Linked DNA regions of Mus musculus: regions 1, 3 and 4 are each linked to region 2. Evidence: chromatin contacts called from public HiChIP or PLAC-seq data. All regions are on one chromosome and are shown on one strand. The core of a region is the stretch at or near the end of the contact, and the rest is flanking DNA. Distances in the headings are between cores, read along the strand shown. Region 1 overlaps LOC108168726. Region 2 holds the start of Acbd7 (acyl-Coenzyme A binding domain containing 7). Region 3 has its middle 19 kb from the start of Gm36031. Region 4 overlaps Fam107b (family with sequence similarity 107, member B).

Evidence for each region. HiChIP or PLAC-seq counts read pairs in DNA pulled down with a chosen protein or histone mark.
Region 1: an H3K27ac HiChIP or PLAC-seq map of microglia shows a contact between it and region 2, with 5 times the contacts expected there. The contact joins the enhancer-like site here to the promoter of Acbd7 in region 2. A contact is called at or near these places in 3 of 39 promoter capture datasets (hippocampal neurons, liver and pre-B cells), 1 of 15 datasets of contacts at CTCF or cohesin (the NIH/3T3 cell line), 3 of 484 Hi-C or Micro-C datasets (the C10 cell line, Th1 cells and liver) and 4 of 115 datasets of contacts at active chromatin or transcription factors (CD8 T cells, bone marrow-derived macrophages, memory CD8 T cells and 1 more).
Region 3: an H3K4me3 HiChIP or PLAC-seq map of bone marrow-derived macrophages shows a contact between it and region 2, with 4 times the contacts expected there. The contact joins the enhancer-like site here to the promoter of Acbd7 in region 2. A contact is called at or near these places in 18 of 39 promoter capture datasets (the 3T3-L1 cell line, 3T3-L1-derived adipocytes, the C10 cell line and 11 more), 5 of 15 datasets of contacts at CTCF or cohesin (CD8 T cells, the NIH/3T3 cell line, large pre-B cells and 2 more), 152 of 484 Hi-C or Micro-C datasets (the 63-12 cell line, the AML12 cell line, B cells and 90 more), 22 of 115 datasets of contacts at active chromatin or transcription factors (the 230-238 cell line, CD8 T cells, the SCID.adh cell line and 16 more) and 3 of 9 other capture datasets (adipose tissue, liver and macrophages).
Region 4: an H3K4me3 HiChIP or PLAC-seq map of bone marrow-derived macrophages shows a contact between it and region 2, with 7 times the contacts expected there. The contact joins the enhancer-like site here to the promoter of Acbd7 in region 2. A contact is called at or near these places in 2 of 39 promoter capture datasets (both in embryonic stem cells), 30 of 484 Hi-C or Micro-C datasets (the 3T3-L1 cell line, 3T3-L1-derived adipocytes, Sertoli cells and 15 more), 7 of 115 datasets of contacts at active chromatin or transcription factors (astrocytes, bone marrow-derived macrophages, effector CD8 T cells and 4 more) and 3 of 9 other capture datasets (adipose tissue, liver and macrophages).

Annotation. Positions count from the first base shown.
Region 1 is chr2:3,661,496-3,668,640 of GRCm38.p6, reverse strand. LOC108168726 reads right to left here. Exons shown (of 5, transcript XM_017319361.1): 3 at 4,168-4,282. Among named protein-coding and RNA genes, the nearest start is that of Fam107b, 48 kb to the left of the region's middle. Within about 2 kb of position 4,375, at least 77 of the 459 cell types and tissues checked have an H3K27ac peak or open chromatin away from gene starts, as enhancers often do. A contact at or near this core is called in CD8 T cells, Th1 cells, bone marrow-derived macrophages and 2 more, where this site is marked.
Region 2 is chr2:3,333,482-3,340,350 of GRCm38.p6, reverse strand. It overlaps Acbd7 (acyl-Coenzyme A binding domain containing 7), which reads right to left and starts at 4,183. Exons shown (of 4, transcript NM_030063.2): 1 at 4,130-4,183; 2 at 1-18. The coding sequence starts at 4,141.
Region 3 is chr2:3,785,575-3,792,810 of GRCm38.p6, reverse strand. No RefSeq gene overlaps it. Among named protein-coding and RNA genes, the nearest start is that of Gm36031, 19 kb to the left of the region's middle. Within about 2 kb of position 4,515, at least 25 of the 459 cell types and tissues checked have an H3K27ac peak or open chromatin away from gene starts, as enhancers often do. A contact at or near this core is called in the HPC-7 cell line, Sertoli cells, bone marrow-derived macrophages and 3 more, where this site is marked.
Region 4 is chr2:3,755,914-3,762,999 of GRCm38.p6, reverse strand. The region is part of intron 1 of Fam107b (family with sequence similarity 107, member B); the gene reads right to left. Among named protein-coding and RNA genes, the nearest start is that of Fam107b, 46 kb to the right of the region's middle. Within about 2 kb of position 2,554, at least 27 of the 459 cell types and tissues checked have an H3K27ac peak or open chromatin away from gene starts, as enhancers often do. A contact at or near this core is called in astrocytes, bone marrow-derived macrophages, cerebral cortex and 1 more, where this site is marked.

The DNA.
Region 1 (7,145 bases), core at 3,126-5,625, 330 kb before region 2:
GCCAAAGAGCTAGAGGTGCTGGGGTGAAAGGAGAAATAAACAGGTGTCTTGTTTTTGTGAAACCAGGAGACTGGCTTGTTCCCGCCTTGACCGATCTGAGTGTGCTAGGTGCAGTCAGCGACGTTCTCTTCCACTACTTTATTAACAACTCCTTGAAGTGACAATGTTTTTTTTTTCTTTTTTTCATCTTCAGATGCTCACAACTCCAACACAGTTGCACATAAATAGCTGTCCATGTTCCTTGTATTCAATGTCTCCATTCATTAAGACATACCAGGACTTGCTCAGCTCTGAGTTGGGTGCTCAGATGGAGATAAAAATACAAAGATGAGGCCAGGCATGCGGTGGCGCACGCCTTTAATACCAGCACTTGGGAGGCAGAGGCAGTCGGATTTCTGAGTTCGAGAACAGCCTGGTCTACAGAGTGAGTTCCAGGACAGCCAGGGCTATAGAGAAACCCTGTCTTGAAAAACAAACAAACAAACAAACAAACAAAAAACAAAAACAAAACAAAATACAAAGATGAGATCTTTCCTTCACTATGTCTCCAGACCTTTTGTGAAAAGCTATTCTTAGAGCATCAAAGCCATCCATCCTTCAGGAGAGCTGACTGTACAAAATAGGTCCTCGAGGCTGTCTTTTGAGGTTCCTTCATAGAAGGGGAGGATTGGGAAGGTCATTAGAGCCTCACCTAAGATTCCATTCCTTCCTTCCTACACAACCCATCCAGCTGTACATGACAGACTGAGTGTGGGAAACTTCCTTCTATACAACTATGGGGATGTCAGCATACATGCTAAGGTGAGATTTGGGGAGGGGGTGCAGCTGTTTGGGGATTACCTGTTCTCCTATAAGTAACCCCCTACACATGCAAGTAAGCCCAGTAAATTCATTGGACTTTGGGAGGTGAAATCATTACTTTGGTCCATCACTGGTCCTCTGTCTTGATTGAGTAAACATTTGTTTATATATCCCCCAGGAAGAGCTCACACAACAAGATCCTGTATAAGATACACAGTTAGGCCGGGCAGTGGTGGCGCACGCCTTTAATCCCAGCACTTGGGAGGCAGAGGCAGGAAGATTTCTGAGTTCGAGGCCAGCTTGGTCTACAGAGTGAGTTCCAGGACAGCCAGGGTTACACAGATAAACACTGCCTCAAAAAACAAAACAACAACAAAAAAGATGCACATTTAGGATTGGTTTAGCTGACAGTAGAATTAACAAGAAGCAGAAGGGTAAATGAAATGTAAGTTTCAGTTTGGGTTTCTTACACACAAGATAATACTACAAAAAGACAGACAGCTTGTCATTATTGCTTTCTGGTTATAAGAAAGGAAGATGTCTACACATTTTCTTCTCCATCTTCAGTACATGGGTTGATCTTTATGAGGTCCTGACATAGTCCCACCTGGCTGACAGGAAGGAGAATGTATGTCCCCTGAAGGAAGCATTCCAGAACCCTCAGTGTAGCAGACGATGTACCTCAGTGTAGCAGACGCGACATTAAAGGCTTTCTAAGAACAACGTTAAATCTATTTAGGAGTTATAAAATTTGTCATATCTGAATATTCTTCCCTTTTCTTCAGTTTAAGCTTGTGAAACCTCATTACCATGACCTTGGAACATTAGACACTAGTTCATCTCTAACTCCTACACTCATTTAGAAGCAGCATTCCCTGTCTACTTAGCATGCTGGGAGCTAAAGTTATAAAGGTAAGCATGTGATGTGAACACTCATTTCCTCACCTGGGCAAAGCTGGGCCTCATTCATTGTTTGTATTCTGCAGTTAATATCACAGCTCCAAATTAAACCTTACTTTTTCACTTAATATTAAATGTTTTTTTTGTTCATTTTTTGCTATGTTGATATGTTATGATATGTTATATTTTGATATGATGTTTTTGTTATAGATCACTATATATTTTAGAATAGTGTATGCTTATAGGAAAAATGAAAATAGTATTAAAAATCAAAGAAGCCACATTCCCTTGCTTACCATGCATCAGTCAAAATTTGGGAAAGGTTGGTTGTAAGTAGTAGGAACAGAAAAAAAATTGTCTGGCATTGTGGTGCATTGCAAAGTCCCCAGTACATGAAAATCCAAGTATCAATGTGATTCTTCTCTTAATAATCGTTTCTTAATAACCAACATTTGATTGGCAGTATCTCCCATGTTTTCTCATAGCTATTTCTTGTACTTGCTGATATTGATATCGTTTCCAAGCTAAAGAAGCCATATTAGAATCCCTGTATCAGGATCTCCTCACAGAGGACAAATGAAGACAAGCCTTGACAACTTGAGCTTACGTACCATTGGCCTGCCCTCTTCTGTGAAGGTGGTAGGAATGTAATTTTATAGATGAGACTGTGACCGCACACAGTGATATCAGTATTCTATGGCTACAGAAGAGAATACATATGAAGAAGAGTATGAATAATTGGCCCATCTCTGACACTGGCGATGGAACACATTCACAGTCATGAACGTCTGGAAGATACGGGCCATCCGAAGGGGTTATTGGGATTACGTCTTGCTTTATATTATCTTATCTCAGTGATACCAGAGAATCTAGCTTGGACTTTCCAGTCTGAGTGTAAGATTTTTATGGCTAAGTACATAGCAATGTGTGTAAGATTTATAAAAATAGGCAAAACTTGGACCCAAAAAGGTCAGTGATAAGCCAGGCAGTAGTTATCATTTTAAAGGCATATATATGTCTTTAGTCCCATACAGAGAGAAAAAGGCAAGTTCAGGGTGGTGGTGTATAGGGGTCTATTGCCTTTGCTTCTACTGATGTAAATATTATGTCCTGATAAAGTCAGAGTTAAACACCTACTCAAGTCCATCAAAGCTAAGTGGAAACATGATGTCTCATTTTTCTACTTTATCTTCATCAAAGCATGACATTGTTTGTCCAGAGAAGATTCTAAGAACCCACTAGACCTCAGAGTTCCCGCTTCATTGGGGGAAACTATGGGGTGGGGCTTTCTAAATGGCACCAGACCTAAAGTCTCTGCTGATAACTTTGCTAAATCAGAGGCATATAAAGCTAACCTTCTTGACGTGGTATTGATGAAACATTATCAAATCTGTCTAGAATACATACTGAATTTGAGACGCTATTAGAAAGGACAAGAGTTAAAATGCCTTTGGACTTAATCAGGCCTGGATCCTAGATTCATCCTGTTCTTGCTATGAGACCTTAGATAGAAGGACTTTTAAAGCTTGCTGAGTTATCTGCAAAGGAGAAACAAAATACCCCTATCTGTGTTACTAAGAGGATTAGATGGTCACTCTACCAAAGACATTGAGCAAGGTGCCTCACACATCCTAAGTATTCCAGGAGTGTTTTAGCTGTTGTTATTGTTGTCATGGACACCAGCTTGAGCACCTGTGCAGTCAGTCACAGTAAATCGGTTGTGATAACGCGATCCTGAAAATTAGCTGGTAGCTGGCCTCAGGATAATCAAAGGGCTAGCTGAGGAACTTGTAGTCACTTTAAGAAATTCATGTAATTGTCCACATTCTTTATGTCTTTCTGCATCATTGGAATAAACCACATACTATAGAAAAGGCATCTGTGAAAAGAATCCACATTGAAAATATTATGAAAGTTTATATAAAGTTCTGGATACATGAACTTTAAAGTTGCCAAGAATAATGGCTTTAAATGAACATAACATCAAGTATGTGAACCTGACGCCCCCGTCTTCACCCAACACTGAGCAAAGGCTCTGTAAATACTTAGGGAGCACATGGACAAGTTAAATATGTCCAGAATGGGCAGATGCCACCATATTACAACTAAGACAAATATTAGAACCAGGATTTGGTGAAATGTACATCTACTTGTTGAGTCTTTGATTCCATAGCTTGGAGGAAGCTAAGGGCAGTTTGTCCCTTTGTCTCCTTCTCCTTAGCATAACAAGCTGAAATTTTCCATGATTCCTACACACACTGGAATCGTACTTGATCAAAACTCCATCTGCAAGGTGCCAGGCACACGGCCAGATGGAAAAATTCTCCTGAGGCAATTTAACCTCATCAGCGTTTCCAAGCAAGAACAGAGGCAAGCAACTGCCACCCCAGTGCCCTCAGAAGTACGCAGGAGCCTCTCCCTTCTCTAGAGAAGCCCAGGTCCCAGGCTATCCCTGGTGACAGCTACTGCAGCATCATGATAGAGCTGGTTATTGCCAATGGTCCAGCCACACCACCCAGGATACGACTGCATTTCTCAGTGGTATCTTCAGAGTTGTGAAAGCTTTCGTAACCTTTCATCACTGAAACCAGGAAGAGCATTTACACAGTACAGTATTAGCCCCTCGTACCAAGTAACACACAACTGCAGGAAGCTGGGGAATTGCGCAAAGATCTCTGGCTTAGGTAAGCACTCACAGGCTTGGTACGGGCATTTCCTCTCCCATTTCCATAGCAACAGCCCCATACTGTCTTCTTGGATCCTTTGATAACAAAGCAGAAACTTTTACTAAAGGAGCAAAAACACACAACATGGTTCACAAAACACGTGGGAAGAGTTTCTTCTTGTCTGAAAAATGGCATGGCTTCTTATTTGTGTCTCTTCCTCAGCTCCTACTTCCTTTCACAACCTAAGCCTCTAAGCCAGGAGCTTAAGCTTCAGATGCCCTCGGCCTGGGCCTGGCAGGATACAGAGGGGCAGCTAGAGAGAGAGCACAACTGGAGTTTTCTTTAGGAACACAGGCCTGCTTCTCTTACTTGTTGCACTTTCTGTAGAAACTGGAACCTGGAAACTGAGCTTTTTTTTTGTTTTTTGTTTGTTTGTTTGTTTGTTTAAAGACTATGAGCAAACAAAAATCTACAATTAAATGGATGCGCCGGAGGGTGTTAGTCATGTAGTAAGGGTCTCTCTTTGGGGGATTTCAGAATTATTTTCTATTTTCTCAGTGGCTATGAGGAATATAGACATGCATTTCCTTTATTTACTAATTATAGCCAGAATCTGTTAATTTGCTGACAGGAAAACATTATTTCAGAACAGGCTTTAACACTTTGCTGTGTTTTATGTTCTCTTTCAACATTTGTATGAGGGATAAAGAGCCAGAGGTGTTCTTTCCCAAGCTGATTTTTTGCTGATTTTTTTCCCTCAAGAAAAGTTTACACAGAGCCAATGAGCAATTGAGATGAATACTGGGGTGCAGGTTTAGTACTGGGGTACAGGTTTAGTACTCAAAATTAAACTACACCATGATTTAAATTTATCCAAAGTCAGATCAAGCATACACAAATTGAGTTGAAATATGGGAACAGATATGCTTCAAGACAGTGAAATTAAAGATGAATAAATATCACTTCTTTTCACCAATCATCAAACATCTAACAGATAGATCAACTAGAACATTACAACTGCAAAAGACCATCAAGTATGAAATTTCGAGGCAAGCTATAATGCTGACCAATCGGGTATGAGTACTCTAAAGAACATACGTTAACTTATATTTAAACCTGTTACATGTCACAATTTTATTATTATCCAGTAGATGTTGGTCTCAAGGAAACCTGGGACAGGTCTCACTTACTACCTGTGGCTCCATTCCATCCCCTACCCTAAACCTCTCCTTCTCACAGGCTGAGCTTCTACTTCCCTTCCTCAAACCTGACGCCAATAGAACTCTGCCATTTTAGGCTATGCCAGTCTCCTGGCCCGGGTCACCTCTCTTGGTCATCAGCTCCTCTCTTGCTCTTCCTCCCTGTGTCTCCTCTCATTCCTCTGGTCTCCTCTCAAGGCCTGGTTTACTCTGCCAGCCATGTTCAGTATGGACTCTTCCCTCTGCCTGCCTTCTCCCTCATATCTACAATAGAAATCTCCACACTGTAGAAGAGTCGGGGCTTCCTCCTTCTCATCATTCCTCTGGTGCTGAAACCCGGGAGTGGTATGAAGGAGTCATTTTCCAAGAGACTCAGCCTCTCAGAACCAAGCTGCCGACTTGACTCTCCCAAGGTACACACAGATCATTTACTTCTGCTGATTTCTGCTACCCATCACATTAGATTCCATTTACTAGAATCCACCTCTTTAGCCGACTCTTCTCTCCACCCGTTCTAATCAACTGCCTCTCTTCACCTGTTCAGTAAGTGTTCTCTTTCAAATATGATACAGTAGTGTTTAATCCTTGAGTATGCTCAATGGACCCTCTCTTTTTAGGTCCTCTCAGAGCTGACCATGAGACAGACATATTGACCAGAGCAGTTGAGGCAAGAGTTGCTAGGTGTAGGGATAAGATAGGCAAGGGAAAGAATTGCCAGGGAGTTATATCCACCAGATACTCCTGAGGGTAGCACGGCTTCACTCTGCTGGGAAAACTGGGAGTGCAGAACATGCTATACCATCCTCTGCAAAAGGGAGAAAACTGTCATATTCATTCATTCATTAATTCATTCATTCATTCACTAAAGAGGAGCTGTTCTCAGAGGGGACCATTTCCAAGACAAGTAGGAAGAGACTCTGTGCAAAGGCATACAGGTGCTAGAAGTGGGGACAGTACATTGACAAGAAGGGAACATGGGCAGCTGAGATGGTTGGCCACACACCCAAACTTCATTGTTTGCCACTGCTATATTGAGGGCTCTGGAGAAACAGTGAGGACCAGTCTGAATCCCCCTGTGTAGCCATTGAGGAGATGGGTCTACTGACCCGCCTTGAGAGATCAAAACATCTGGTAAGATATCACATCTGCAAAACCGGTGGAACTAGAGTATGTATGAGAATAAATGAGCTGAATGTGGATGGCATGGTGGCACCTGTAATCCAAAATTTAGGAGGTGGTAGAAGCAGGAGGGTCAGGAGTTCAGGGTCACCTTCAGCCATGTAGAGAGTTCAACCTTTTATGAGGCCTTGTCTCAAGAAGGAAAAGGAGGAGGAGGAGGAGGAGGAGGAGGAGGAGGAGGAGGAGGAGGAGAAGAAGAAGAAGAAGAGGAGGAGGAGGAGGAGGAGGAGGAGGAGGAGGAGGAGGAGGAGGAGGAGGAGGAGGAGGAGGAAGGGACAAGAATAACCAGCAAAAATCACGGTATCCATGACTCTCTGAGATTTCTATCTTAGACATTCATGCTATTGCCCGCTAGAACTTCTAGATAATTTCTGCTCTCTGCATCCTGAGAATGGGAAGA
Region 2 (6,869 bases), core at 2,934-5,433:
GGCCTGGTCAAAATCAGCCTAGGGTAAAAGATAGCAAGGACATGCCAACGGCACACGTGTGGTGCACATACACACCTGCAAGACAGGTTCACACATAAAATCTAATTTTTTTAAAATTATGTCTCATGTCAACTGATTTCCAGGAAAATGAAGTTGGTTATCTTACTTTGAGTTGATTAGAAAATGTGTCTCATCCTGAACAAAAGTTTTTTTGGTAATTTCTCCTCCCCTCTTCTCCCCTCCCCTTCCCTCCCCTCTCCTCCCTGCTCTATAACAAATGCTGGAGAGAAATCTCTTTACAGAGAAGAGTGGGTGAGCAGCCATTGTTCTGACAACAGAAGTGGGAATGGGAGTGGCTGCAGGAAAGTGGCTGCTTCAGAAGCCGTGCTTGCAGTGAATCTTGGGTAAGGGTATGCAGGCATCCAGTGTGCAGCACAGACTGGAAAAGCTGCTCCTGACATTCTGGATGGAAATCACTAGGGCTGAACATAAAGGCTGGGTCGAATTCCATCGTGTGTTCCCCAAGATACCCAGAATAAAGGGCAGGCGTAATTTAATTTATGTTACTATCTTAAATTATGTAATTACTTTACATTCACCTTTGTATCTACTCTCAAGCCCTCATCTGCTGACCTAGGGCAGGAGTCAAGTCAGAGACCATTATGTACATCCTTGGTGAGTGGATCAGAGAGTTATCACAGTTGAAACATCTTTACATATGTGGCAGTTGACAGTGACTCTCAAAGCATTCTGGGCCAAAAGAATGCCACCTTCCCTATATTCCTGTGCTCTGGGAGCTGGGCTCTATGGCAGGCAATTCTGTCTCTGCTGAGTAAGATTACAGCGTCTTTGTTGGGTATGACCTTCATCTGCCCATGGAATGTTCATGAGTGTGCTTTAAGGCCCTCCTGTTCCCATCCTGTGTCAGGAATGACATTCACAATGAGCACAGGACACCATATCAAAGGACCGCATGGGACTTCTGGACACTTCTGATCAAATCTCTCCCTTCTGAAGACAGCCCCTGAAGGTGACGCACAGTTGACTTACGTCACCTCCTATAGAAAGTGAGAGCAGTCAGCCCACACATGAGCTTCATAAAGCCCTTTGAGCAGCTCTCCCTTGCTGAACACTGAACTAGGAAGATAATTTTCTCAGTCAAAGAACTTAAGTTATTTGAATCACACACACTGTGTGTGTGCATGTGTGTGTGTATGTGTGTGTCTTCTGATTATAAAATCACCTCTCCACATACACCACTACTCTTGTTTGGTTGGCTGGTTGGTTTTTCAAGGTAGGGTTTCTCTGTTTAGCCCTGGCTCTCCTGGAACTCGATCTATAGACCAGACTGGCCTTGATCTCAGAGGTCCACCTGCCTCTGCTTCCCAAGTGCTGGAATTAAAGGCATGTTCCCCTCCCCCATTTCTGTGGTGTTTGGGGTCAAGGTCAGGGTTTCCTGCAAACATTTTACCACTGCTACATCTCCAGGCCAGGAGAGATACATCCACATCCCCAGCCCCAGCCCCCTGCTTCATCTTCATAATCTAGGAAGGAAACGAGTCTAAGTAAAATGTCCGTCAGACCAGGTGTGAAAGTAAACACCTGCAATACTAACACTAGAGAAGCTGAGGCAGTAGGATCAGCTGAAACTGGAGGCTAGCTTGGGCTACATAGCAAGATTCTTTTTTGAAAAATTAACCCTCCCACCCCCCCACACAAAAAGGATCTGTGTTATAATTTATAAATAAAATTGGGAGATTGTAACTAAAGAAGGAATTCTGTTTTCACTTCCAGAACAATCTGCCAACATTTATACCAGTATTAAAACAACAACAACAACAACAACAACAACAACAACAACAACAACAACAAAGAACATGCCCTCACTTTCGTTTCCATTAGTGAGCCATTAACAACACCCAGAAGGTACATAATGTCTATCCTAACGCCATTTCCATTCTGAAGAGAAAAGGCATTTGAATACCCTAGCCAGCACTAGCTGCTGGCTTGCCAATATGTTTTTTACTTTTATTATAATTTTAAACTTGGATTTTCGAAATCATTTTAGACCCAGGAACAAGTTATCAAAATACCACATCTTTGGTATCTACCGGGTTCCCAAGGTTACGGTGTTTGTAACAAGTACTTACCAGTTCTCTCAGTGTGCTGATGAACTGCCAGTATATGTGTGAGTGTGTGTGTGTGCATCAGTGTGCATGAGTCAATGTGAGTCTGTGTGTGTATATGTATGAGCATGAGGTGTGTGAGTGTGTATGTCAGTGTGCATGAGTCTGTGTGAGCTTGTGTGAGTACTCATGAGTCTGTGTGAGCATGTGTGAGTACTCATGAGTCTGTGTGAGCATGTGTGAGTACCCATGAGTCTGTGTGAAGATGTGTGTGTCAGTGTGTGTGAGTCTGTGTATGTATGTGTGTGAGCATGAGTGTGTGTGAGGGTGTGTCAGTGTGCATGAGTCTGTGTGTGTATGTGTGTGAGCATGAGTTTGTGTGAGGGTGTGTGTGTGTGAGCAATGAGTGTGTGTCTGAGAGAGCGTGGGTGTGTTAGGATTTGCATATGTTGCCTTGTCTATCCTGGAACATCACACTTAAATGATCACCCTACGTTTCTATTGAACCCAGGGACTCCCGAATGCTAGGTAACCTGCAGACTGATCCACACATGCCTCATCCCTTCTCTTAATGGGTTTCTAACCTGCCTTTATCTTTCTCTTCTGCTTGAAGTACTTTGTGGTTTTCCGAAACAGGGTCTCATGTAGCACACTGCTTTGAGTCTGCCACCTAGCTAAGGATGGCCTAGGACTCCTGATTCTCCTGTCTCCGAGTCCTGAGTGCTGGGATGACAGGTGTGTACTGTCACTCCTGACTTGAACTAACACTCCCACATCTAGAATATAATGCATGTTTTGTTATATTACTACATTGGTAAGAATTTCAAATTGAAATAATACACATATGTTTTAAGAACTTTTCATTTGTAACAATTTATTCTTTAAGCATAAACAAAGTGACTTAAACTTTCAGTGACTGCAATTCCAGTTTTCTTTGATCATACTGATGCTGATATCTAGCAAGTATATATTTTTTAAAACTAGAATCTTATTTTATCGAAATGAAAGAACATTTTCATTACAGCAATAATAGATTTAATACATTCAACACTGATAGTAATAGAAACCCACACCCTGTATCAATTTTAATTATTGAACTAAGGCTAGCCTTCAATGCTGCCCTATTGTCAGGGTGGCATTCATATGCCTTAGCTCATTGTCCCTTCGTGATATTCTTTAACTTTTAAATCCTAAAGATTCCCTTCTCCAATGCTGCTTTAAATGCTGCCCATGGAGGTAGCTCATTTAACTGCCTCTCTCCTCTTTTATTTGCTCTATGTTTATTACGGCATATATGCGGGTGCACATGTACCATGGCATGCATTTGGAGGTCAGGGAACAATTGCAAGGGACACTTCTCTCTCTCTACCATGTGCATTCTGAAGGTTCTGATCTCCAGGCTTGCCAGCAGATAGAACTCGTGCGCGCGCACACCTTTCATTATACACACATAGAAAGAGGGCATTTATATATAAAAGCAACCTATATGTGTTTATCTGAGAAAAGGGCTTCCTGGTTTTTAATTCCTATTTATTCTCTTTTCACTCTTATCAATAAAACAGTAAAGTCAGAGCTTTATAATCTAGCCCTGTTATTCAACAAAACACATCTATGAAAATCTCCCGAGGTCCCCAAGAGCAAGGGGATGTGGAGACCCCAATGGATGTCACTTGCTTCCTGGAGTTGTTAAGAGAGAGAGGTGAAGAAGCCCCCGCCCCCAGGAGCTTGTCAATTCTTCAGATCTGGGTAATTTTCCCAGAGGGCCAAACAGGTTGCTATAGAGATCCTGGGTCCTTGTCAACAGATGGTGAAGTACAATATATTGTGAAATATACTGCCCCACACTGCTTAGGCAGGTGTGGGAGTCACTGCAGGGTCGCAGCAGCAGAAGGCTCCTGGGGGTTACCTGCCCCTGTCCTGTCCCAGGGCTACCACACCTCCTCTCGCCCCATCAGAGCGCTTCGGATAATTGCTTTGGCATGGCCTTCCCAGATCTGGCTTACCTGCAAGGACATAATGATGAGACACGGAATGCTGTGACTCTCCCAGCTCAGAGTGAGAGTCCCCGGGGAGCGGGCTCCGCTGCTTAAAGAGCAGTGCTCCTCCTCCGGTCTCTCCTATTGGTTGCTCTCTGGGCATGGAGGACTAATTGGCCACAGGAGCGGGAGGGAGTGTCTGGGAGGTAACTCAGCCCAGTGTCTCGGAGCTCATTTAATCTCCTCTCTCTTCTTTTACTAAGGCGAACTTGCAGGTGCACGCATGCCTCCGCTGCCTCTCCTCAGTTGAGACTGTGGCTGTTTCCTTCCCTTTTCCTTGCCTCTCCATTCTACCTCTGGGTGTAGCGGTGTTAACTATAGCACTGTATGTGCTGAAGTTCTTCAGAGTTGTTCCTTAACCCAGAGAGAATACACATAACACCTGTCACCTGACCTCAGGGATGGCCGATAGCGTCTCTCGGGAATTCGAGACATGGTGTTGGTTTTGTGCTTACATGACTATACACAAATGTTCTGAACCTTACCAGGCGCCTTTTCTCCTTACTGATCTGATCTATGGAAGGGTGGCACTGCTACCCACTGTTGCCTGGGGTGGCCCGAGTGCTCAAGACACCTCCCATTCATATTGCTGCCCTGGACACAGATGTGGCTATAGACACTCCAATGGCACAGACTCGAAGCCTGTGCTTTGACTTGGTATCTCGTTACTAAAGTCCATTCCCAGTTAAGTGACTTTTAAATGTTGGACTGATTGTAGACATGCAGGAAAGGCCATAATGAAGTGGATATTTTGGACAATTACTATACACTAATTAAAAAACTAAAAATAATCGTTATTAACAGTATGTTTGTAGACTCCACAAAACCACAATAGCATACAATGCTGGGCAAAGCTCAGAATTCCATGCAAGCAAGAAGAATCTAGTGTTCAATTCTTGAACATTTTGTTGACAGACTGTATTGTCAGCTCTAATGCTACGATTTCTGACTCAGACTCTTAAGCTAATGTTATATTGTTGTATCCTTTAAATCCAGCAGTTCAAGAATTAAGACAAAAAGAATACTTTCATAAACCTTCTAAGTTATTAAAATATTTTGAGATATTTATAAAATTAACTATGATCATAAATGGTACATTTATAAACTGTTTATTCACAAACATAACTTATTTACAATGTAAAATAAAAGCTATCATTGAAAAGTAAATTGACCATTTAGTGTATATATAGACTACCAAATGCATAGTAATTTAGGGAACTATGGGAAGCATATATTTGTTAAAAAAAAAAACCTGAACATAAACTGATTAAACATAATCATAAACATAAATTGATGTAAATAAAAATAAAATAAATAAATAAATAATAAAATAAAAATAATAAAATAAAAATAATAAAATAAAAATTAAAAACTGAATTGATGTAAAATAAGAGCTATAATTGAAAAGTAAATTGACCATTTGGTTTGGTGTGTGTGTGTATATATATATATATATATATATATATATATACATACATATACACATATACTACTTAGGAAACTACAGGAAGCATATGTTTGCAGAAAAAAATATGAACATAAACTAAAGTTGTGCTACACAAATGGAAAGAAATTACCTTTGAGATATATTCTTTTGGGTAAAATCCTTGTGGAAAGATTGCTAAATTCTCAAATAGAAAACAAGGCCCAAAATAGTAGCGGCTATATATAATTTGTATTAACTTAATTCTGCCACAGCTGTCACTGGGTCATAGTGGTTCCATTTGTCAGACATGTACCATGTGGCAGGCACTGTGGTAAGCATCTTACACAGAATATTCTTCTAATCCTCAGAATAGGCACTATTTTTATCATTTCATAGTTGGCTAATTAACTTGCCTGAGGTGTAGGGACACTAGTTAGTGGGAAGGCTAGGGTGTCAACATAGCAGCCTGGCGGCAGAGGCTTGTAATGTAAGAGCTGGAACTTTGGTGGGACAACACTCATAGCCATTACCTTTTTACTTCTTTATCTTGCCCCTCTTTCTGCCTTTTTTTATTTTTATTTATTTATTTATTTATTTATTTATTTATTTTTCTGTTATGGTGTGTGCAAGTTCTGGCCCCGAAGGCCCAGTCTGCAGCCTCCTGTCTCAGTCTTCCACGAGCCAGGATTTTATGTGAACCTTTAGTATTTCAATTCTACCATCGCGATTTGTCTTTAGCGCTACATGACTGCGGGTAATAGTAAAGGACGTCTTATATGGCACAGTCAAAACTCGACCGAACTTAATCTAGTTCATCTACTTGTGATAGAAACCACAGCACGCTTTTCCTGTAAAAACTTCAACAATCTTTGACCACAAGCAACAGTGTTTGTTCTGTTTAAATGTTCAATAGGTGGTGAATAATGGAAACGTAGAAGCTAGATCCTATATGTTAGTCTAAAATGAGCAATGAAAACACCGAGAAAAAAGAGGAAGATAAAGAGAAGGACCTGAATCCTCCCAAATTCATAAGAACAGAAAGTAATTCCTGTCAAGTAATTTTTATTTATTTATTTATTTATTTATTTATTTATTTATTTAATGTATGTGAGTACATTGTTGCTGTCTTCAGACACACCAGAAGAGGGCATTGGATCCCATTACAGATGGTTGTGAGCTGGGACTTGAACTCAGGACCTCTGAAAGAGCAGTCAGTGCTCTTACCCGCTGAGCCATCTCTCCTGCCTTTTTTTTTTGTTTGTTTTGTTTTGTTTTTTGTTT
Region 3 (7,236 bases), core at 3,266-5,765, 450 kb before region 2:
AATTGTGAAATTCAAGCAACCAGTTCCTCAACTTTGACCCATACTCTTTTGGACAGAAATATGTAGAAATCCACATGGTTAAAAGATTCTCAGAGTCATTTGATATTATAAAAATGTCAGAAATATGTAGAAATCCACATGGTTAAAAGATTCTCAGAGTCATTTGATATTATAAAAATGTCAGAAATATGTAGAAATCCACATGGTTAAAAGATTCTCAGAGTCATTTGATATTATAAAAATGTCAGATTTACCTACTGGTATAATAGTGGAATGTCCAATATAGGGGCCCCCCCACTGCTTTCTGATTGAATCTGAGGTCTGCTCCGCAGCAGTGAACATAAATATACCTGCTGCTGTAAACCTCATCAAAACCAACGGCTTGGGAAGTCACAGCCCCTGGAGGAGAGTATACTACTGCTATTTGTTTGTTTGTGTTGTTATTGTTTTGGTGTTATGTTTTGTTTTTTTTCTAAATGTAGTAAAATGTAGTCATGCGGCCTCAGAAACATTTATACTATCAACTAGTGCTGCTCTCTGCTTGAGTCAGAGCACTTCATTTTTGCAGCAGGGGATGTTAAATGAAATTAATACCTGGTCATGCTGTCAAGAATATGTGACTGTTGAGTGTTCTGCCCTAAATGAAAGTTACCTCACTTCCTCCAAAGTCCAGGGACAATCATAGCAGCTCGGGAGAGAGATCGTAAGAGCCAAAGGATGGCTAGAAACTATGAAACACTGCCTTCTGGATGCGAGGCTGCTGTAATCATCGACACAACACACAGTGCACGAGCTGCTCTCCCTCCCTCTCTTACCTCCTCCCACTCCCTCTCCCTCTCCCTCTCCTTCTCCCTCTCTCTCTCTCTCACACACACACACATACACAGAGAGAGATGAATTGAGAAGATGGGAGTCATTATCAAGGATGGGAATGATAAAGTGGGCGGGGATGGCAGAGTGAAGAAGATCACAAAGTCATCTATCTACATGTGTATATGTTTCTTGAATGTGTGTGACTACAGAGAAAGTCGGAGAATAGACAATGCTTTCAAGAATCATGAAAGCCAAGGAAACTCCAGAACCTGTCCATGTGCAACTGCTGTGGTTAGTTACTGATGTTCAGCAATGACAGGTTCACTCCTCTCATTGTGTGTGTTTGAGAAAGGGGGTTGGAGAGACAGAGAGAGACAGAGACAGAGACACAGAGAGAGATACAGAGAGATTAGAGATCTCTCCTCTCCTTTTGCAGTAGGTATAGAGGTATAACCACATAATTCACTTTGAATAATGACACCCACCGTCCTCAACTTTCCAGCCCAATTAGCACCCTGCTGTCATGGTAATATAGAATGAGGTGCTACAGCCAGCTCTGAGTGCATGCTGTGTGGATAGCTTCTCAGAGAGTCCCATGAGCCCACGGTGGGCTTTACAGAACAAAATCTAACTTTAGTCTCTTACACTACAGGATCCATCCTCACTGGCACATAGACTTCTGAAATCATACTCTCATTCATTTATTCAACATGTCTTTAGTACATCTAGTATGCACTTGTCATAGAGGTGGGATGTGGCCATGAACAGACACGAAACTGTCTAACCTGAAGTCACACTGTGAGCTTTCTTCACCTAATCTTACTTGCAATTCAACTGTCTTTCCTATTTCATTCCAGTGCTGTGTCATATGTGGCAAATGTCACATTTTGGCTAAAACACCTGCTGATATAGCTTCACAAGTTACCCACATTCAATATGAAAACTCAGCCGACCACTATCAAATGCCAACCTTTCTTTCTAATTGTTTTTCTAAATAATTTTCTTGGGCCTCTTGATTTTTATCACAAATGGCTTTTACAGACCCTTTCAGTAGCAGCACATATAAGAACAGGTGGAGAGTTGGAATTGTGTGGATCATGTGGAGGTACAGCACGAAGCATCCCCTGGAAGAGCACAGTCTTGACCATAAGCATCTGCAGCACGCTTGCATTCTTCCCTCCTAAATCAATGTCATGGCAGGGCATGCATGGCACCAGTGCAGTCATGCATGCACCTTGGAATCACTCCAAACGGGTGTGAGAGCTGCTTCTGCCGGAGATGGAGTGTGTGGACTCTGGAAAGGTCTGACTTTGATTCAACAGATACTTACTGCATGCTTACCAATTGGCAAGCCTGAAGCGTAAAAATTGCAATGAGTAAGAAATGCATTAGAGCTTCATTTGTAATGGATACATAGCTTTGGTCTTTACCCTCAAATCAACAGGATGCCAGTAAATGAGAGACAGACCAAAAAGGATGCCATAATACCAGAAGTTGTCGTGCTGAAATGCTAGTGTTACTGGGGAGGGATGAAAAAATTCAGGATGGATTTAGGGAGCTAAGTGGGCAAAACCATTTGGTTAGCCAGATGTGAGGAGGGGAGGTATGCTAACTCCCAGCTCCTAATCTAGATGAGTGTGGTGGTCTGGATGAGAATGGCCTCCGTAGGCTCATATGCTTGAATACTTAGTACCCAGTTGATAGAGCTGTTTGGGAGGGATTAGTATGGCTTTGTTGGAGGAGGTGTGTCACTGGGAGCAGGCTTTGAGACTCACACCATTCCCAGTGTGCTCTCAGCCTCTGCTCCACCCATGATGGACTCCAGTTCTCTGAAACTATAACCTCACTTAAACCCTTTCTTTTATAAGTTGTCTTGTTTGCAGTATCTTATCACAGCTATGGAAAAGTAACTCAGACAATGAGTGAGCCTGGCCCCATCCCTGAGAACTGGAGAGCGAACAGGGGTGTCATAGGGCCAGGTAGATCTTGGGCTCACTTAATTTTAATGAACTACATTTCTCTCTTCTCTACAGCTGCAGTGACAGCAGCACCCAGTGGGGAACTACAGGATTATTAGATCCTGAATGTCAAACACTGCACCCACTAAGTGGCACACAGAGAATGTAGTGATGGGGGGCATGTTTCCCAGCACCAGCTGTATGAGAAGCTGAGGTGACCTGTTCTCACACCGTGGCCATTGTTTTCACACCACCCTTCATGGTTGTCGTGGTATCGCATCTGTGTGACTCTTTCAATGTGTGTCTCTGGACTTGCCTTGATGTTTCAAAAGGGCAAGGTGCTGGCTCTAATTGAGCTCAATGTTGCAGTCTCAGGCATGGGCATGATATGTTATCCTGTATGCAGGACGGGGTGGGAGCGGGGCCGGGCAGAGGGGTCAGAATAGCCTACCATTTGGTGGCTATTGACTCTGCCATGGCAGAGCACACAATTTCACTGCTAGTAAGCAAATCAATACACACCCTCAGGAAGGTTTGTGGAGATAGCTGACACATATACCATAGGCACATCTAGGATGCAGTACATGGGAAGACGAAATGCTCACTTGCTCTCCTTCTGTCTAATCCAGGTCTTATGTTACTACTAATCCTAAGGGCCTGCTTTTCTTTGTACCTCTCTCCCCACCCAATCCGTGTGTGTGTGTGTGTGTGTGTGTGTGTGTGTGAGAGAGAGAGAGAGAGAGAGAGAGAGAGAGAGAGAGAGGGAGAGAGAGAGAGCCTTGCCTTCAGATATGTAAGTACAGATACACACATTCCATGATGCACATGTGGTCATCAGAGGTCAACCACGAGTGTAAGTCATTGCCTTCTGCTTGACCCAGGGTCTCTTATCTGCCACCATGTAACCCTGGCCCTTGCAACCTCAGGGATTCTCTCATCAGTGTCTTCTGACTCTCCACCTTCCATGTTTCTTTAAGGGTGCTGGGATTAGAGATGTGTCCAATCATGTAGGCTTTTTGGTACATTCTGGAGATTTGAAGTGAGGTTCTTACCCAGCCCCTAAACTTACCCAGTCTTAATTTTTGAAACTAGAGAAAGAGATGGGAAGATAAAGAAAATCCATGTTTTGTTTATATCACCTGAGCTGCTGGCATCCACTGTCACCTTCAGAGAACACCCATCTAGCAATAAAACCATACGATTTAGTGTGTGTGTTCTTGCTGGAATTTTTCCCTGTAGTTACTGTCTTCTGGTCATTCCTGTGACATTGTATTGAACTCTTATTGACTATTATTGCAATGTCTTATGTCTGAACAAAGTTATAAACACACTTCAAACACTGGAGCCAGCAAGCCATCTTGTATCTGTATTTGTTAAGTACAAGCAGTTAAATGGCTGCTTATCTCTGAGAAACACCAAAATCGCTGAGGAAGAAAGCAGAAAATGGGAAGAGAGCTCACGCTGTGACCACTTCTTAAAAATGGCACCGACTCAGCAAAATGCCTTGGCTCACTGGAGTTCTACATAGTGACTTTTTTCCATGCCATGGTCCTAGACTGCTTATCAGTTCCACACCAGCTACCTAGGAACCCCTGACTCTGGTTCCTGGGGTAAGGCACTGCCCTCCTGGGAGCAGCAATTCTTTTTTTTTTTTTTTTAAATCAAAACACTTTCCCTCCTTGCTGGCACCTGGCTGATCCAGATGCAACTGTGTCCTGGAATGATGGGGAAAAGTAAATTACAAAGGGCAGATGACAGCAGATATGCTGTAGTGAGTGGACCTTGGCTATTCAATCAGAATGGCACAGACCTCCATTCTGTTGCTAATTCTATTCAGGCCAGCCTCTGTCACAGCTCCTATGAGGCCTCAGGAAGAAGCAGAAGTCAGCCTTTCCCCAGGCTTAAATCTCAAGCATTTGGCTAGCAGGAGAAATAAAAGTACCAAGGAATCTGACAAAGGCCCTACCCAGGGCCATAGAAGAAAGTAAACAGAAGTTTCAGCATCACCCAAGGTAGGGGATTATCCAGGAAGACCTTGACTGAACAACCCTGGGGCTCTGCCAAGGCCTGAGAGAGTAGCAGTATCTCATTACAGGGCTTCCATTTATTCCATGTTCTCAGACACCTTGACCCCAGCCAATATAAACAATGCCAGCAAGGACCAGAGTAGAACCAACTTACCTTAAATTCCAGTAGCAGAGAAACCACATAAGGGTCAAAACTGTTTCCATGACAAGGCCTATAGCTAGTTACAGTCTTACATACACAAACAAGTTCTCAAGAGCAAAGGAACTAACGTGTTTGCAATTTTACAAATCAGGAATCAGGAATGTGGTAGGTCAGCTCACAGCAGCAGAGGTCCTATGAACCCACAGTGACTGTCTGTGGGTTGCAAAGTCAGGGAACCTAGCAGCTGCTCAGTTTGGAAGCTGAGCCTTAGAACAGGGGAGGTCAAGTCTGCAGCCCCAATCGAGGCTGGAGGCCTGGAACTCTCGGGAAAGTTGCTGGTGAGGGTTTGCAAGCAAAGACTGAAGATTGTAGGATCTGGTACGGGGAGGGGCACAAGGGCAGGAGCTTAAACACACTTGCTAGGGAGGAATCGCTTGCACAAGTGTGCTTTTGCCCCATTAGGTCCTGTCCCATCCCAGTGACATACATATTCACAACAGTGACCCACTATTTCTGGAAATAACCCAGATAGATTTAGAAGTGCTCTTTACCAGTTAGAACCAAGTCTAGCCATCGCAGGGGCCAAGAAAGGATAGTGAAGTTTATTCTGAGCCTGCTTCACTTCACTTTATTGATAAAGCCCAGACTGGTGTTGCACCCCCTCTGACTCCACCTCCTGTGCACACACACTGCACCTATCATCTCTTTATTCATTCACTCCCTCACCTTGGCAATATCAATTGTTAGGTTTTATGATATTGGATTGCTGAAACCATTGTGTTTATTACCTACCAATACATGTCCTGTACATGCCAATAATTTCAAGACATGGTATCTGAATGATAAAGAACATTGAGTTAATACAATACTTCCAGTTAATGTTTATTTCTGCCCTTTTAAGCCCTTGGGATTCACATTTTCTTACTGTGTAACACTTTACAAATAAGGCTGGGTATTGTGGCTTGCACCTGTAATCCCAACTCTGGATGGTGGTGGAGAGATAAGGAAATGGCTCACTACAAGTTCAAAGCTAGCCTAGCCTATGCAGCAAGCTATAGGTGAGCCAGAGCTGTACACCAAGAGCCTGACTCAGGAAACAAACAGCTATAATACAAAGACTACCCCACCCAGGGATCCATCCCATAATCAGCCACCAAACCCAGACACTATTGCATATGCCAGAAAGATTTTGCTGAAGGGACCCTGTTATAGCTGTCTCGTATGAGGCTATGCCAGTGCCTGGCAAATACAGAAGTGGATGCTCACAGTCATCTATAAGATGGAACACAGGGACCCCAATGTAGGAGATAGAGAAAGTACCCAAGAGCTGAAGGGGTCTGCAACCCTATAGGTGGAACAACAATATGAACTAACCAGTACCCCCAGAGCTCGTATCTCTAGAGCTCGTATCTCTAGCTGCATATGTAGCAGAAGATGGCCTAGTCGGCCATCACTGGGATGAGAGGCCCCTCGGTATTGCAAACTTTATATGCCCTAGTACAGGGGAATGCCAGGGCCAAGAAGTGGGAGTGGGTGGGTAGGGGAGCAAGCGGAGGGAGGGTATAGGGAACTTTCGGGATAGCATTTGAAATGTATATAAAGAAAATATCTAATAAAAAAAAAAAGAAAAAAGAACCAATGTATTTGACAGAGGATTCGCATATATGGGCATCTTGCTTGTTCTCCAAAGAATATACAGGTTTTAAAAAAAGTATATGGATATGTTTGTTTTTAGCTGGGTATATAGGAAATACTACTATAAAAAAGGGAGAAATAAAGAAAATTAGAGTACCAAATATAGAGAATATTGCAGAGCCTACATGACAGAAAATTATATCATATCAATATGTTCAAGTTGATACATAGCCAAGTATTCCCAAAATTCCTCACACAGGACTGATTACTCTCCTTGACAAATATAAATAAATATCAAACGGATCCCTCTAAGTTTGCAATCTGAAAGGCATACGTTTCGGCGATGCTAATGGATAAGATCAATGCATCCTAAAGGCAGGACAGTGCTAGCCTTGCGAAATAAAGGCACACACTGTTCCTGAGAAGGGCAGCAAGCGAGCGCCCAGTAAGTAGAAAAGCTGTAAAACTCCCATGACAAAGCAACAACTCAAGGCTTTGCACCAAGGCCTGTGAGTCATGGTTGGATTCAGAAGAACTGTCCAGGCAGGCTCTGTGCAAGCAAAAAGTCAGTCAAAAATGCAGACCTTCCTCCTTCAGTGAGTCTGAGGGGCATCCCTTTCTGTAATCTTGTCTAGACAAATTTTCCTGAGACTTGAGGAGG
Region 4 (7,086 bases), core at 1,305-3,804, 420 kb before region 2:
CCATGCATGAGAAGTATGGTCCACAGGCAGCCAAGACAGGAAATGCATCACTAAAAACAGCAATGTGGTTCTTCCGCTGCTCAGTAACACTGCACAAGTTCCAGCTCCCATCCCTATCCTATCAAGAAACGTTCTCAGGACTAATTGGCTTCTGGCTTCCCTACAGTTAACAGTCTCCTTAGCCTCTTCTCCAAGTTGAAGCTGTTGCCCATCTGCTGCATTAGAAAGCCAGTCTTTGGGGTCTGCACCAAAGCTTATTGCTTCTTAGCCCTCAGTGACAAGGGTGTCCAAGAACAGGTCCAGAGCCTTACACCCTAACCCCCCACAATTGCATCTGAAAACAATGCAAACTCTCCCTTCACATTGCCATATGAGCCATTTCTACAGTAAGCCTAAGGGCCGTCGCCATCTTTTCTAGCTTGGGCTCTAACATGCTGACTGTGGGCTTCTGCACCCACCTCGGGACCAGTGTACAGCCACACCTCACCTCATTCTTTATTTACAGCAGTACTGGACACTACACAGACTGAGGGGCCACAGGCCAGCAGACCTCGCCCTACTAGCTGCCACTGCAGCAGCAATCACCCACACAAACCCAGGCTAATGCACATGTCCACTGTGCCACCTTTCATGCCAGCCTCCGATTGGCAGAAGCCATCCTGTGTCCTTCTAACCTCCTTATTGCACACCCATCTTGGGTGGCGTCCTCTCAAAGCCTCCATGAAGAACCAATCCATCCTGGATTCTTGTCCATCAATGTATTTGAAACCCATCCTCTTCCACCGCCAGGAGCCTCATTCCCTCTTCACTTCTCATCCCAAGTAGTAATTGCCAACCTGCTCCTCTCTGGGCTCCATTTCTCCTGACCATCCTTCCTTGTCTTAGACAAACCAATGTGCTACTAATCTAATCAGATCAAAGTCCCAGAAGCAAAGCATCTCTATCCATCACCCGAGGAGATGGTGCACAGCTGCCTGGCCTCCTTCCCATGTTTCCATAATCAGGTCGTCAGGCAGACTTCTAATATCAGGATCCAGCTCTCCCACAGCAGCCTTACACACACATGCGCACACGCGTGCGAGCACACACACACACACACACACACACACACACACCCATCTCTTATGGTTTTCCTCCCACATATAATTCCATCCTCCAGAACAATGAAAACTCCATACATCTTTCAAAGACCTAGCTTGTTTGTAAACAACATAGTATTCCTAAATGGGATAGCTCCCTCTTATCTCAACTGAAGTGGAAGATTCAACCCAGCGCTCTCCTGCTCCCAAGGACTTAACACTTAGTCCTCTGCCCTAGAAGCTAACTTTCCATACCATCTGTCTTAGTCAGGGTTTCTATTCCTGCACAAACATCATGACCAAGAAGCAAGTTGGGAAGGAAAGGGTTTGTTCAGCTTACACTTCCATGCTGCTGTTCATCACCAAAGGAAGTCAGGAACTCAAACAGGTCAGGGAGCAGGAGCTGATGCAGAGGCCATGGAGGGATGTTCTTTACTGGTTTGCTTCCCCTGGCTTGCTCAGCCTGTTCTCTTATAGAACCCAAGACTACCAGCCCAGGGATGGCCCCACCCACAAGGGGCCTTTCCCCCTTGATCACTAATTGAGAAAATGCCTTACAGCTGGATCTCATGGAGGCATTTCCTCAACTGAAGCTCCTTTCTCTGTGGTAACTCCAGCTGTGTCAAGTTGACACAAAACTAGCCAGTACACCATCTCTGGTGTGTCTCTGCAAAGACAGATTCTAACAGCACAGCAGAAAGACCTCTGGCCACCACCTCTTCCCACCTCAAGCACAATGCCTCTTGCCTAAGCCACATGAAGCAGAAGCAGTCACACCATGACACCATCTATTAGAAATCTGGGGCTGTCAATTACTTGTGCCCTTGGTTGAGTCCCATGAGACCTGCTGTGCCTCAAGTCTTACTCCATTCACATTGCTTTGCTTGCCACAGCCCACCCACCCCCTGCACTGGGTATCACACTAAGGGTCACCCAACAATGTACTAACTGGAGGATGCACATACTGAGGGATCAAAATACACTGGAGTCACTAACCTCACTAGGTTCTTTCTTCTCTGACTCTGCCACTGTCATTTCTTTCTGTCCCCATGGGATACAGTAAATACTTCTGTCAGGATCCTAAAATTCTAACTTTTGTCATCCCTCCTCTTAAGCCAGCAGAGGAGAGACCTGACTCTTCCAAATTCCTTGTCCTGAGAAATACCACATGTTGTTCCGCTGAATGTGACTAGGAGCTATTCATGCCAAGCCTAGACGGTGGGCCTTGGGTTTACAAAAGAAGCCGTGAAACAAGGAGGGCAGGCAGGCCAGCACACGCTCTGAGCAAAGTCCTTCTCTAACCTGCTCTCAAGTGCTTGGCACAAGTTCTAGACAAGTTCTATTTGCTAGAGATCTGTACAGGGAACCTGTGTTCATTTTCCCAAGTAACTGCTCTGCTTCCTCTTAAGATGGCTCAGTGGAAGTCCATACACAGGACTGGGCTGGAGAACGGATCAGCAGAAAAGGCATGTGTGCCAGCCCCGAGGACTTCAGTTCAGTTCCCAAATTTAACATGAGGAAAGGACAGAAACAACTTCCTCATACTGTCTTCTGACTGCCAAAGGTTTGCTGTGACATCCATTAGTATGTGCAAGCCATCACCAAGGTTTTAGCCACCAACAGATAACACAGATTTGTGTCAGGTGCAAAATAAATACTAGAATAATAAGTTCATATAAATGTTCCCCTGAAATAATTAGTAGCTAGTTAATATGCAACACATGAATCTAAATAAACCTCCAAGCAACTGAAAGGCTGCCTAATTGATGATCCTGTTAATAATTGATTGCCCAATACTCACTGGCCTTAAAAATTGCTTCAGACTGATACATAATACCTATCATGTCTGAGAGTGGCCAGTATGCACTTTAGATGGAAGAGTGTCCCTTTCTCCTGCATAAAGTGTTTTGAAGAAGTCTGAGGTTCAAGGGCCCTGGGTTCCACTGGTACAGCACTCTGGTCTAAGAGTGTCACCCAGTGGTAAAAGGCACAAGGTGTGCTCAGAGCCACTGGCACTCTCCTAAAGAAAGCACTGGCCATTATTCCGTCACTACAAGGAAAAAGAAAAAAAATTATTTTGAATTACAATACAGTAACTAGCAGATAATTTCTAAAACATAAAGAGGAGAGAGCCATTCTCTGTCCAAGACTACTCAGAAGCATCAGTGAGCCACACAGGAAGAAGAGCCACCCCTGTGAGCAGCAGCACTGCAGGCAGACCTGAGCCCACAACCCCAGGCCGAAGAAGTGACTAGAGTGAAGCTGGCTCTCAGCTCTGCTGTCTGTACCAGATGTGCCCGCTACAGTTCTGCCATCTTAGTGTGAGAGCTGAGGACTCTCAGCATCCAACTCCACTCCAAGGTAGGCTCTTTGATTCCACAAATTAAGAGAAGACCAAGGAAGAAAAGGAGGAGGAAGAAAGAAACAGGACCTGGGAGGTGGCTCAGCAAGTAAGATAAGCCAAATAAGCTCAGCCGACGACCTGCACTTGATGCCCAGGACCCACAGTGGAAGGAGAGAACTCATCCTGAGAGCTGTTACCTGACCTCCAAAGAGCTCCACAGCATGTGCATACACACACAGACACCCTCCAACACAAAGACAGGCACGCACGTAATAACAAATACATTTTTTAAAGGAGCAACATAAACTTCACTTGTTTACATGGTGAAGCTCAACTGAAAATAATCAGTTTCCTGGGGCTATAACTCAATGGTAAGGCCCCTGTTTGGCATGTATGGGTCCTTGGGTTTGATCTCCATCATTGCTAAACAAACAAATGAATAATGAAAATGTACTTATCTGTACAAAGGAAAAGCTAAGCCAGATGACCTGGAGGTCCTTTGAGAGTTAAACATTTTGATGAAAGAGGAGTTGAACTTACCCATTGACTCAACCAGCCTGGCATAGTGTTGAGGGCTGCAGAGCATCTGACATCCAATAGAGAGCGCTCCCCTCAGATTCCACAGAGGCCCCAGGAGGACCTCCACTCTGCCCCTTAGGACCCCCTCCTACACACCCACACTGAGTAGGCCTTCTGAGCGGGTTTTCAGTTTTCCTCACCTATCTATCCTCCCTCTATGTCTGTCTACCAGAGTCAAGCAGTGAGTCCCAGGGCTAGAGAGGGCCAAAGAGAACAAAGAACTTACACTTCATTCAATCCAAACACCAATTCCTTTGTGGTAGAGTGATGGCTCGGCAGTTTACAACAGTTACTGCTCTTCCAGAGGACCCATGCTCAGTTACCAACATCCACAATGAATGGCTCACAACCACCTGTATGTAACCCATGTTCCAGGGTGATCTGACGCCCTCTTCTGGCCTCTATGGGTACTGTACTCAATGTACACACATGCATCTAGACATACACTCACACGCATAACTAAGGGATAAGTCACGCAGAACAAGATCCCACGAACACCATCATCTCATTCCTCAGCTTTCCACTGAGGCAAAAGAGAGGCCGTGACCATGTGGCAGCAGCACATTACCATCTGTGGCAAGAAGAGCTCATCAGGGCCTACCCTGCTTTTCACAGTCGCCTATATGTTATAGTATATATACGATATTGTATATATCACAGCATCATGGCTTTCCTTCAAATTTGAACCATAAAAGCTGCTCTGAAAAAAAAAAAGTACAGACCAGCCTGTGCACTGCTCCCCGCCTGTGCACTGCTCCCTGACTCTCCTTGACTTGTGTTTACCTTCTCTAAAAATGCATGCTATTCTTGCCCCTGTCACCTAAGCCCAGACACATTAAAACAAACAAACAAACCTTTTCCCTCCTCATTCCCTGTATTTAGAGTTTACTCTTAATAATCTATTTTTGAGAAGGTATATTTTACAACTCCATTTCTGAAGAGTTGTTGGCAATATATAGCAAAAGGCATTAACATTCTTAAACTGGGTAATTCCAGCTCTAGAGAAAAGACAGATGTTGACAGAAGCATCCAGATAAGAATGTTGACCTCAGGAGGCTGGAGAGATGGCTTAGATGTTAAGAGCGCATTCTGCTCTTGCAGAGGACCCGAGAAGGAGAAAATGAAAATACTCACATTATAGCTCATAACTGCCTTCAACTCCAGCTCCAGGGGATCTGATGCCCTCAGATGTACAGACACCACCACCCCCTACACACACACATCCCTATGTGTATCACAGGAATAAAATCTTAAAAATAAACAAGACCATTGATTCCAGCATGACCTCAAATATTGAAATAGCAGAAATGGTATTTAAATATCTAAGAATGGAATATAATTCAGCATAAAATTAGATATCACTAGAAAACATAATGAAGGGGACAATATTCATGATTAATTAAGTGGAGGAAAAACCACCCAGCTAGCCTGAACTTTGTTTTGGGTTCATCTGTGTGCAGGAAAGCTCAGCACAGAGACCTGCAGTCACCTAAGCCCCAGAGCAGCAGCCGAAGCCACACAGGAGACTGTCCAACACAATCTGAATCACAATTTCCGCATCTTCGTCCTGTGTGCTGTGCGCCTCACAACCCCTGAGGGATCATAAATGTAATGCTGTGCACATGGGGAAACTGAGGCCCAGTGCAGCTGGAGATTTAGCCCGACAAGCTATCGAGTAAGCGTTCTACAACCACACACCCTGCACTAATCGTGTCTCTCTGTACCTGGCGTTCGGGAGCCTGCCTGTGCTTTGCCCTAACTGAGGAGCACAAGGCACCCTCTCCTCCTTCCTCGTGTGTCAGTCCTTCCTTAGGAAGCTACTAACATTCCCTAGTGCCAGCATCTCCACTGTCACATGCCTAGACGGGTACCCCATCAGCACATTTGAGGACTGCACATAGATTTATTAGTAAGTGCCCGTTATTATATCCCAGCCCACATCATTAACAATTAAATACCAAATGCACAGGTAAGTTATCTCTGCTACCTGCTATGGTGCAGTGGCTGGCCAGGAACCACTGTCCACAAGCCTCAAAGGCTACCATATTTAACGTTATGCAAATTTTAACTAATTTACTTTGATTGTTCTGGTTTCTGCATGATTCTTTCATCTGAACATTAATGCAGTGCTTAAATATTTATGCCATGCCAATTTATATTCACAGAAGTCAAGGTGGGAGGGAAAACGAATCAGAAGTCATCCCACTGCCTCAAACTCCTGATGGAGGACGGAGGCAGACTGGGGCCCTGTCACTCCTGAGTGGAAGGAAATTACAGACCAGAAGAAATTTCCTGCTGGACTCGATTTCAAAGCCTCAAACACTCCTGCTTTTAAGAACTGAATACTAATGCAGAGAATTCATGACTGGGCTCAGCTCATCAAAGTGATTCAAACAAGAGGCTCAACATTCAAAGGACCTAATGGCTGAACCTTTGCAGAGAGACCTGGACCACTTCCCTGTTGTCACAGAAGAGGAAACTGAGGCCGACAGAGTGGAAGCCCAAGGTCAGCCCTGAGCTCACATTTTACCTCACCACACCACCTCACTCACTCCCGGTTGCTCTCCCAATTTTTCCAAATCTATTTTCTCCTGATTTGGAGTTATTCTGGCACCGTAACTAACACCAGCACTATCATGGTCAATAATTAGATGGTATGTTTGGTAATCTATTTAAATGAGATGCACACTTTGATAACAGCATGGCAGCTTTGTGTGCTTCCAGAAGAACCCAATTTCAAGACTGCAGGAAGTCAGCAGTCATCTTCCCCCCTTTCCCCTGGAGACTGAGTAACTACGGTGTTCAGTCAGTGATCTCTCAGAGAAAGCCATCTCTACTTTACATCTGATCCCCCTGACACCTGCCTTTTCAAAAGCATCAGCAACTGCATTTGTGGGGGAAGAGAGAGTCAGTCTCACTGACACCCAGAGAAGCGAGAAACCGCATCAGTGACGCTCGACCCCAGTATATCTCCAGGACCTGAGGAAGGTACAAAGTGGGACACAAGCCACACTTCCATCCCCTCCCTGAATAAACTCAGTCTCTACTTCCTCCATAAATCCTGAAGATGCTCTTACCATCAAA